Regions from separate parts of the Mus musculus genome. Here region 2 is linked to region 1. A link is a contact called in public Hi-C data. All regions are on one chromosome and are shown on one strand. The core of a region is the stretch at or near the end of the contact, and the rest is flanking DNA. Distances in the headings are between cores, read along the strand shown. Region 1 has its middle 13 kb from the start of Gm36488. Region 2 holds the start of Runx1t1 (RUNX1 translocation partner 1).

Region 1 (4,931 bases), core at 932-3,431:
ACAGAATGAAACTGGATTGATGTCTTATTCTAAATGTTCTTGAAAGTTAAACATTTAGCCTAGAAATTCTTAAATTAGAACTAAAAGAAGCAAGATCACATGCCTTTTTCTCTTAAAGAAAGGGGTGCACAAAATACCAGCATGTTCTATACTACTAATAATGGATTCTTTCTTCTCTCATAATTCTAATAGGGCTTTGGGTTTGACTATAATTCAGTGCTTCTCAACCTGTGGGTTGTGACACCCAAAGGTCATTGGAAAACACCCATATTTATTTGCATTACAATCCAAAACAGTAGTAAAATTACAATTATGAAGTAGCAACGAAAATAATTTTATGGTTGGGCGTCACCACAACACGAGGAACTGTATTAAGGTGTTGCAGCACTGGAAGGTTGAGAACCACTTGTATAATATGTCTTTCCCTTTGATCCTTCACAAAGGATCTGTTGTCTGTTGTCTGAGAACCCCTCATGTATTAACAACATATTAGTATACATCACACCTTGAGTATTCAAACATTATTTACATGTAATAAATGCTTTATTCAAACTTGTTTGTCCAGGCAATTGGTATTACATAGCTTTATCTTCCTCTAGCTTCAGTTACCAGAGTTTTAGATAACTTTCTTCTTCTTCTTCTTCTTCTTCTTCTTATTATTATTATTATTATTATTATTATTATTATTATTATACAAGAAGGATACTATGTTAATGTTGACAGAAACAGTGCTTATATTTTTGCCTAATTCTAATTTGGGTTTACTGTGTTATCTATGGAAAGTGTTTCTGAGAATTGTGGAGGGAACAATATATTAAAAACAAATCAGGGCAGATGTTACAAGACTCCACACTCCTGGACATTATGTTTAATAGCACATTCTGTGCTAACATCTAGAGGTCTGGTTCTCTTAATTTGAGAAAATCCTACTTTTGTAGGTTTGCGTGTTAAAAAAAAATCTGAGTAGCTTCTTCTGAAGTTGAGAAAAATCTTCTATCCTTACAAATGCTCTCTCAAGCAATGGGGATGGTACCACAGGCTTTCCGACAGATGGTAGCCAATCCAAATTCAGTATGGTAAGCAGGCACCACTCAATAAAACTTTAATTGCTGCATATGGTATCTGCTAACTTGTTTAGAAAATGGATCTGCAGCATTAGCTCAAAGCATTTAAATGGCCTGATCGCACTGGACAGCATGTTGGGCTGCCACCTGGAAGACCCAAATTTCATAGCAGATGTAACACTAGAAGAATAAAGCTGGTGGTTGATAGTCCTGGAATGGAGATGACATAGTCAGCACCCAGCTGTTCTCCCCCACCGTGCTGACTCCTATAGCTTTGGTGTCACTTCTACCAAGCCCCGAGATTACTCATGTATTGTATTCTCCTCCCAAAAAGAGATGGAAAACAAAACAAAACAAAACAAACAAACAAAAAAAACCAACTCTAAACCATACCATAAGGTTGAGATGGGAAGGGGGTTCATGTCCCTACTACAGCCTAAGAAATGTGGACGATGCTTTTGCATGCAGTTGGGGGGAGGAGAGCATAAAGATCTGGAGAGAGAATGTCTGACATATGTGCAAATTTCTGCCAAAAGATGGGAGCCAAGACAGACGAGAAAGAAGGCTCCTTCTGAGCATGCTGGAGAGAGCTTTGCAATTTATCACTCACATTTGTTTTACCTCAGCAAACAATCACACTCTGCACAGACCAAGGAGGTCAACTTACTAGCCCCCTAGCTTGATGGACTGAAGAAGGATCATTTCTGAAAACAGGGACTCATTAACCCCCTCCCATCAACTTGGGTGGCAACATAAGGAGCTGAAAAGAAAATAGAAGCTCACTATCTTAGACTATTTAAAGACGGAGAGAGGCTATTAAAGGAAGCAACAAAACTAATTGTTTTATTGTAGTTTTTTTTTTTAAATGGAAAAATTGAGAAGGGATATTCACTTTTGAACATTAGTGCTCTGATCCACCTCAACCCCAATCTAAATTCAGAGAACCCACAGATGCACTTTCCAGACTCACTATTGATTTCTGACCTGTAAATTACTTTCCATCAAAAAGGTCTTGGTACAGACTAGGGCTTTGGAGTAGCCTGGGCACTTCTCAGCTGCAATCTGCATAATGTTTAGTATTCAGTGAGTTAAAGCAGGCAATGAAAGGGAACTGTCAACGCAATCTAGAAGATATAAAGAAATGAAGAGGGGGGGAGCCGTATGCTAATAATCCACTCAGTAATTAAGTGAAGATCGCTGCCAAGCGCCACCGCCACTTTCAAAGGGTAATTTGTACAGGAAATCATAGAGTCATTGTCAAATCATTTCAGGATAAAAGGAAAGTCATCAAGTGAGATAAGATAAATGCTGGGTGTCTGGCAGCGGGTGCCCTGCGAAATGCCTTTGCTTTTTAAATTTTTTCCTTAAAAAAAAAAAAAGCCCTGCAAAAGTGAGGCTGGGAAAACTTGACAGGTTGAACTGTGCATTGACTATTAATAATAGGGGTGCTCTGTGTAGGGATGCATTTTTAAATAGGTTACTTGAACAAAAAAGTGGCAAAATAAATCAGTTAAGGGGGCTTAACTCATAACTAATACACTATGGATGATTTTTTTTTGTCACTCTCTGCCACCTTTTGGGTCACAGAATTCTCAGCTGCATTCCTCTTGCTTCTCTCCGTTAGCTAAGTTGTACTATTTTAAATATTTTGTACTATCTTGTTGTTTGGGGAGGACAATGCTCTAGAAATGTAACCTTTCAAAAAGAAGTTGGAATGATAAGAATCTCTCTCTGTTACTTTCCTTTCTTACAATCTTAAATTCGACACTCGAATGCAGATTTTGCTTCATGCCTCAGAAAGATTGTAAAATTAACATGCAAAGTTTGCAAAGTACATGTCTTTTTTTTCCCCCTGTAAAGGGGGCTACTGTAGCACTTGAAAATTGCTATTCTTATGAGAAAATCTCAACAAGATGATGTGCAGTCTGTATTTGCCATTCAAATGTATGTCCTTTCGCTCACTGACTTCCTCTGACTTAACCTGTGTCAGATAAACGTCTCCCAAAGCATAAATTGATGTGTGTGCTTGTGGGTAACTATTTTTCTATAGCCAAATGGGTGAAACGTTTCACCCAAATATTTCCTTAACACTGATGTCTTCTGTCACACTGAAAGGAAAGTTTGTTTGCTCCTGGGAGCAAATTGTCAGAAAATTTGAGAATCTCTGTTAAGGCCCTTGCCCTGTAGTGACTGTGCTCCAACCAGAAAAGCCCGCATAGTGCTGAAAGCAAGACACAAGAATTGTCCCTGGGCATCTGAATATAGTAGAAATGTCTACTGAGAATATCTCCTTTCTTTGTTTGTTTGCTTTTGATTGCTGGACAAAGGTATTTTGGAGATAGAGATTATGCATTTTATAATCCAAAGTTAGTGGGACCTCTAGTGTAAGTGATATATTTAAAAGCTCAGCCTTTGTGGAGTTACTGTGTTAAGACATTGACCCTGGTAATGAAGAGTTGGGAAAGGAACAGATAACCTCCTTATTTGAACATTTTAATTCTTTAGTCACTGTCTCTATTCATCAGTCTACATGACAGGATTTGTTGGTTCTCAGTTCAAATGGCATGTGGGTAATTTATTATGAGTTCTTAGGATTCCTTTAGAGCAGCTGGGAGCCCATGGGCTGCTCCTTTCCACCTTCCGTCTGTCATTTATCTCTCCTTTTCTCTTTCCCTTCATCGTTTCTTCTCTTCATCTGTCCATTCTGCCTTTAGGTGAGGCACCTGCTGGGCACAATTGACAGAATCCACTTCTCAAAGTTTTGGACAATTTAACTAAAGGGGAAACATCATGAATTAATATCTTAATTCATGAATTAAGATACGTTTGAATTATATATATATATGTATGTATATATATATATATATATATATATATATATATACAAGTGATCTAAATAAAGACCTAGAATTGTGATGAAGTTTTAAAAATATATAAGACAAATGGTTATTAAGTTAAAGTTTTGAGGGGTGTGAAAATTCCTTTAAATAGTGCTGTTTTGTTTATGATATAAAAAAATCAATGTGTGTAGACTACAAAGTAGTCTGGTTTTGATTTCATGGTTAATTTGGACTGTTATGCATTTATATATTCTCAGTATTTGAGACATACTAAATTAAATACATTAAAAATATTTTTTCATAGTATGTCAAGGCCTTCAACAACATTATAAGTTTTGTAAGGGAATTGAATGTATAATATCTTCTAAATATATTTATCTATTAAATTTCCTTTCAAGAACCATTTTTGTATGAGTAATGAACCATGGACATGTTGATTCTAAGAAAAAATAAAATTAATAAAATCTACCTTCCTGAGGCTTAAAAGTATTAAAACACCATTTAACATCTATATATTTGATAAGCAAATAAGTTTAAAATAGGCCATTTACTCAAAACTGCTTAGAAAATTTAAAGTAAGAGCAACCTATTTGCTGAGTGCTCTGTCCCATCACATGCCTGAGCCTAGAAATTCATGCATCTATTAATATTTCATCCTTCCCACATCCCTATGTGGTAAATGAGCTCATTCCTATTCTAGAAATGAACAGACAATGACTTACTGTTAAACGCACTATTAAAGGCCATATGCTATGTTACCAGTAGAAAGAGGGGTTTAAACTCATGTCTGCCTGGTGGCAAATATCCTGTTGTAGTGCTTCCTTGGTTGGGGAAAGCATCAAACATTGTTCTAGAGGTTAACCTTAAAACAATTTACCCATTAATGTATTTAGAAATGATTTGAGCCTAACTTGGAAGAAGGTTCTATGACACCACTGAAAGTCCTTAGCCAGAATAATAATGTTTTTGGTGCTTACAGTTTTGAGCCATGAGAGCAGAGTAAAGCCAACTGTGTTGTTATGAAACA
Region 2 (4,931 bases), core at 743-3,242, 180 kb before region 1:
AACTAGGGGAGGGGAGAGGGAGAAGGAAAGGAAGAGACATAGGGAGAGAGAGAGACAGAGAGAGAGACAATCAGAAAAACAGAGACTGACAGACAGACACACAGAGAGCTCAAACTTCAGAACACCACTACAGAACCAGTCAGGTATTAACAACTTAACACTAAAGCCAACTTCCAATGGCAAAGCCTTAAGTACAATTCAGTGCTTTGGAGCTTTCTTTAAAAGTCATGTGAGGAATCAGGAGAAGAGGTCCTAACTAGTACCCCTCCCCCTTTGTCACTGACAAGCAGATTTGGTTCTATTTTACCAAAATATCACAGACTCTGGTGGGTGCTGCCAGACCATGTAATACTCATCTATTAAGAGCATAAAAACAAAGAACCTATGAATTTTTATAAATTTCCATGAAACTGTGCTCCAATGGCCTTGTAAAACAACAACAACAACAACAACAACAACAAACAAACAAATAAAATACAAGCACTTCTTCACCAGTTCTATATTATATAATAAGGGCACATTTCTTCCTCAGTTACATATTGCATATAAATCAAGCTGAGAGCTTAAAGAGTTAAAATGACCTTTCTAAGACCTCAGTTATTATCTTTTTTGGTAATTGAATTTCCCCATATTTCAGCTTCTATGCATTGCTAGTCCCCTGAACAACAGCAACGGAAGTGCAATCCTGGGCAAACTTGTCCTTTCTGCACACATATCAATAACGAGGAGAGCAGACTCCAAGACGTATCCTAAAGGGAAAACACTCTTCAAACAACTGGCGATACCTACACACAACTGTGGTTTCAGAAAGCTGGCAGATAATGTTTCAAAACACCATCTGGGAGGTGTGCAAACTCTGACCAAGCACGGCCTCTTCTGCCTGCCCTACCCAAATAATCTGCATGCGCCAGCCAGCTGGAGGATCTCTGTGTGCCCTGCCTTTATCTGCTCTGCATTCGGCACAGGACAATTTAGAGAGTTCTGGAGAGCAGCAGAGACAGCCCTTCTCCTGCAGCAGGCTTCACAAACACAGTTTTCCCTGGCAGCAATCACAGAAACACTTCAGTTTCCAAAGATAATATTTTTCTGGAGAATTGTCATACACTAAATTTCCAGGGACACAGGAATGTCACTAATTCAGCATACTTCTTCTAAATGACCCGATTTCAATTACTTACATGATAACATCTAAGGACTATGATTTAGAGCGAGAAATTCCTTCTAGTGCCAAAGCTGCCTTCATTTTCTTTGACATAAACAGCTCTTCAAAGACGTTCTCCAAGAATTCTACCATAATCTAAAAACTCTCTCCACAGGCAAATAACCAGCAAAGAAGTACAGATGATAGTCCAGAGACCCAGAACAGAAAACACTTCTCAGTGGAGCTAATCCCCTGTGTAAACTGCTCAGGCAAACATCCACGGCTTCCTTCCCCTCAGTTTCAAAGGAGTATCTCCCCATATCCTACACCCCTAAATCCAGCTTTCTTTGTGTCACCTCCCAATCACACCTCTATCACCCCACAGCCTCTCCCTGCCCTCATCCAGTACAGCAGTCGTGGTGCAGTCGGCATTTTCCACGCGTTACAGAAAGTAAAGCTTCCTTCCTTGCAAGAAAAGAGGACTCACTCACCAGGCATCCCGGAATCCAGCGTGTAACACACTGAAAGCAACTCTGTGTTAAGAGGGAGCGCGATGCGGGCTCATGCCTCCTGTTCTGGAATGTGCGGGGCGGTGGAGAGGAGGGCCATCAGAGGGGCTGGGGCGGCATGGCCCGAGGCAGGGTGCTGGGCGCGTGCGCCTGCCAGGCAGAGACAGATGGAGAGCTGACACTCCGGATTGCACTTGGAGCAGAAATGTGCAGGATGACAGGAACACATGTGGCCTTGAACCCAGCCCTGTCTCTTCAGGCAGAACAATGACAGGGACGTGTGTACAAAGTATCACAACTCCTGTCTCCCTTTCTCCACTCTTCCTCCTGCCCCAGTTCCAGAGCACCAAAAAGCAGAAAGTGAAATGCAGAAAGATAAGCTAAATGCTGAATAATTCATTCACTATCACCACCCCTTCCCAGCTCCAAGTTAACCCTTATTTTGCCAAAAGATGGCAATGTTGACCTGACCCCAACTCACACTGAAAGCTGTCCTTCATCTTCTAATTTTAACAGGCATTACTGGGAAGTTTGGTTTAAAACAAACAAGGGCACAGACCACAAAGCTTTTTTTATTGATCTGGAAACCCCAAACAACCTAAAAACCTCTTGTAAGACCGGGCTGTGCCAGTTCATCGCCCAGCACAAAGTATGAGCAGAACACTTCCAGCTTCCCAGTAGCGTGGGTCAAACAGAACACTTTTTTTCTGAGGCAGAATCTAACCGTTTTTAGTTCACTACAGTGCTTTCAATCCACTGGGCTCCCAGGTTGATTTGCTCCAAACACTTTCAGCTTACTTTCCTCTACTTTACATAGAGATCCACAGGAGACAAAAACAAACTCTTCATTGTAATGCCTTTTCAAAAGCTAAACAATCATGCCTTTTTGGGAAGGGGTGCTGGGGGGGGGGGTGCAAGGGGGGCTGGGGGGGGAGACACCCTTAAATGTTTCTCCTGACTGTGAATAACACATACCCAGCCTGGTTCAATGGACTCTTCCCTATTAAGCTTTAATGGACACCATGATATATAAAACTGGGAGCCTTTGTTACAGTGCTTTATCTAAAGCTGCCTATTTCCTTCCCAGCAGTGTGTCTTCAGTCCTTTGTAAAACATCCTTGCCTCATAGGAGAAACACAAGCCTGCCTGCCTGCCTGCCTTGCCCGCCTGTTTCTAAACACACAAAGATGCCAGGCAGAAGGAAAACATTATTCTCTTCTAAAACTCTTCTTCACAATTTAACACTTGGGAACTCTTCTCTGGGTCTGTGTTTGATTGTTTGTTTTAACAACAGGGCTCACATGGTGGTCAAGCCCTTGGGCTCTCTACCTTTCCAGTGTACAGCCAATCCACTAGACACACACAATTCTACTAAACAATTCTACTCAGGACTGACCAGCCAGCCAGCTCAGTGACCATGAAGAGGGACCGGCCCCTTTAACTCTTGCTATTCTGGCAGTGGTCCATGTGTCCTTTGCTTATTCGACATTTTCCATAAGCTTTCATCAGGTTGATTTTTCTCCCCTCCTTGCTGCCTTCAAGAACTACTAACAGACCCCATCTGAAAACAGGCAGTGATTTTGACCTCTACCCACTGCCTCCCTGTCCCTTCGCCTGAGAGGGCTTCAGAGCACATGCACACAACACACACCTTGCACAAACGAAAAATATATCATCTTTGATAAACAGCATCGATCAGTAAGAACTTCTACAGCCCCTGAACGCTGAACCTGAGAAGGGCTGCTTCAGCCAGTGAACCCCTCAAAAATCCATCTCTGTCAGAGACAACTTGTAAAAAGACGACAATTCATAGTGATTACTCTGTTCTGTCAAGAATAGTATACTACACTCTATTTATGAGGGCAATCTTTTTGTTCATCTTAGTTGGGTGTCACTTGTAATGAGGTTCTGTGTAATGGATTTCAGTTCTGTTAAGCAGCAAGCTCAAACATTCTTGTGACAGAAATTGTTATAGCATGCATGAGTGTGATCACCAATTAAGTGCTGGCATAAGGGCCTTTATGGAATCCAGAATCCTAAATCTGAAGACTTCCATTTTTTTAAGGAGTAGTTTTGAAAAGCCATTCAATGCTACACACCAATTTTTTTTTTCTTTAATACTATACCTATGGAAGAAAGAAAACATTTTCACAGTGGGGCACCCAACCTTTCATCAATATGCACGGTGAATCACTTCTAAAATAGAAAGTCATATGACAAAATGCAATACACGTCAAGAAAACTGGATGATATCTGGTTTCAAAACTGGGTCTTAATATCGGTACACTCCAAGGCCTGAAACTACAGCTCAGAAAATTGAACTTCCATATGCTGTGTGATTATGTATCTTTTCTATGTGTAAAAAGGCTTTTTAAGCTGTTATCTGACTACAGTAATTGCCACTTTAAATTGATCCACGTCAACAAAACCTGGATCCCCGGAGATTCTCACCTTCAAGTCTGATTGCAAAAAGGGCCTGGCTGAGCATGCATCTGAGGCTGGTTCAGCGTTTTCTCAAGGAGTCTGTCCCTTGCTTTCACCTAGAGACAGGCAAAGCTGCAGCCCCATTTGGCATCTCTCCCTGAACTGGGAAACCTGGACATGTATAGATACAGTTACTTAGGCAGAAATAACTTTCCCTTTAATAAAATGAGTACAAAGAGCCAAGATCTCTAACATCCAAACTGTATAATAAAAATAGACAATCAATAGCATGATTAATGCAGTTACATAGGCAAACAACGAGAAACGGAGTGTGTACTAGGAAAGTTTGCTCCAGTACAGAGCCCTGCCCTGTGTCCCCATCAATACAGACTTTATAAAATTAAAATACATTCAGAACAACCCAGAACACTTTAATGACCACTGAAGTGCTTTTTCTAAAAAGGTGCAGCAATACCTGACTTTTAACTTAGTGGAAAGTCTACTTTTTAAAGGGCAGTTTTAGAAAGACATTTGTCTAAATCATTACTTTGCAAATCAACGAATTTAGCCAATAATGAAATGTTAGACGCATTAAAAAAAATCAGTAGGTTTGGGGCGATAACTCTGGGTTCTTCTTCATCAAAGCACAGCAGTTCTGTGCCAATTCCACAGTAGAACAGCACCACACTACACACATCTCTCCTTTGTTCATATCTGACTCAGCCACAGAGACCAGCCATCCAGTGACACTATCTGCAGCAAATGAGAGATCTCCACCCTGGAGGAGAGAGAGTTTGAGCAAAAGCTTTTCCAGGGTTTCGTCCCCATCTCCCTCTGCAACCTCTTGCTGGCTGTTG

The links. Hi-C and Micro-C count contacts between places; a contact is called where the count stands out from the background.
Region 2: a Hi-C map of cortical neurons shows a contact between it and region 1, with 4 times the contacts expected there. The contact joins the promoter of Runx1t1 here to the enhancer-like site in region 1. A contact is called at or near these places in 2 of 39 promoter capture datasets (embryonic stem cells and stem cell-derived epiblast-like cells), 1 of 484 Hi-C or Micro-C datasets (cortical neurons), 1 of 115 datasets of contacts at active chromatin or transcription factors (embryonic basal ganglia) and 1 of 9 other capture datasets (liver).

The regions. Positions count from the first base shown.
Region 1 is chr4:13,597,216-13,602,146 of GRCm38.p6, reverse strand. No RefSeq gene overlaps it. Among named protein-coding and RNA genes, the nearest start is that of Gm36488, 13 kb to the right of the region's middle. Within about 2 kb of position 2,181, at least 18 of the 459 cell types and tissues checked have an H3K27ac peak or open chromatin away from gene starts, as enhancers often do. A contact at or near this core is called in cortical neurons and embryonic basal ganglia, where this site is marked.
Region 2 is chr4:13,781,843-13,786,773 of GRCm38.p6, reverse strand. It overlaps Runx1t1 (RUNX1 translocation partner 1), which reads right to left and starts at 1,992. Exons shown (of 11, transcript NM_009822.3): 1 at 1,633-1,992. The coding sequence starts at 1,639.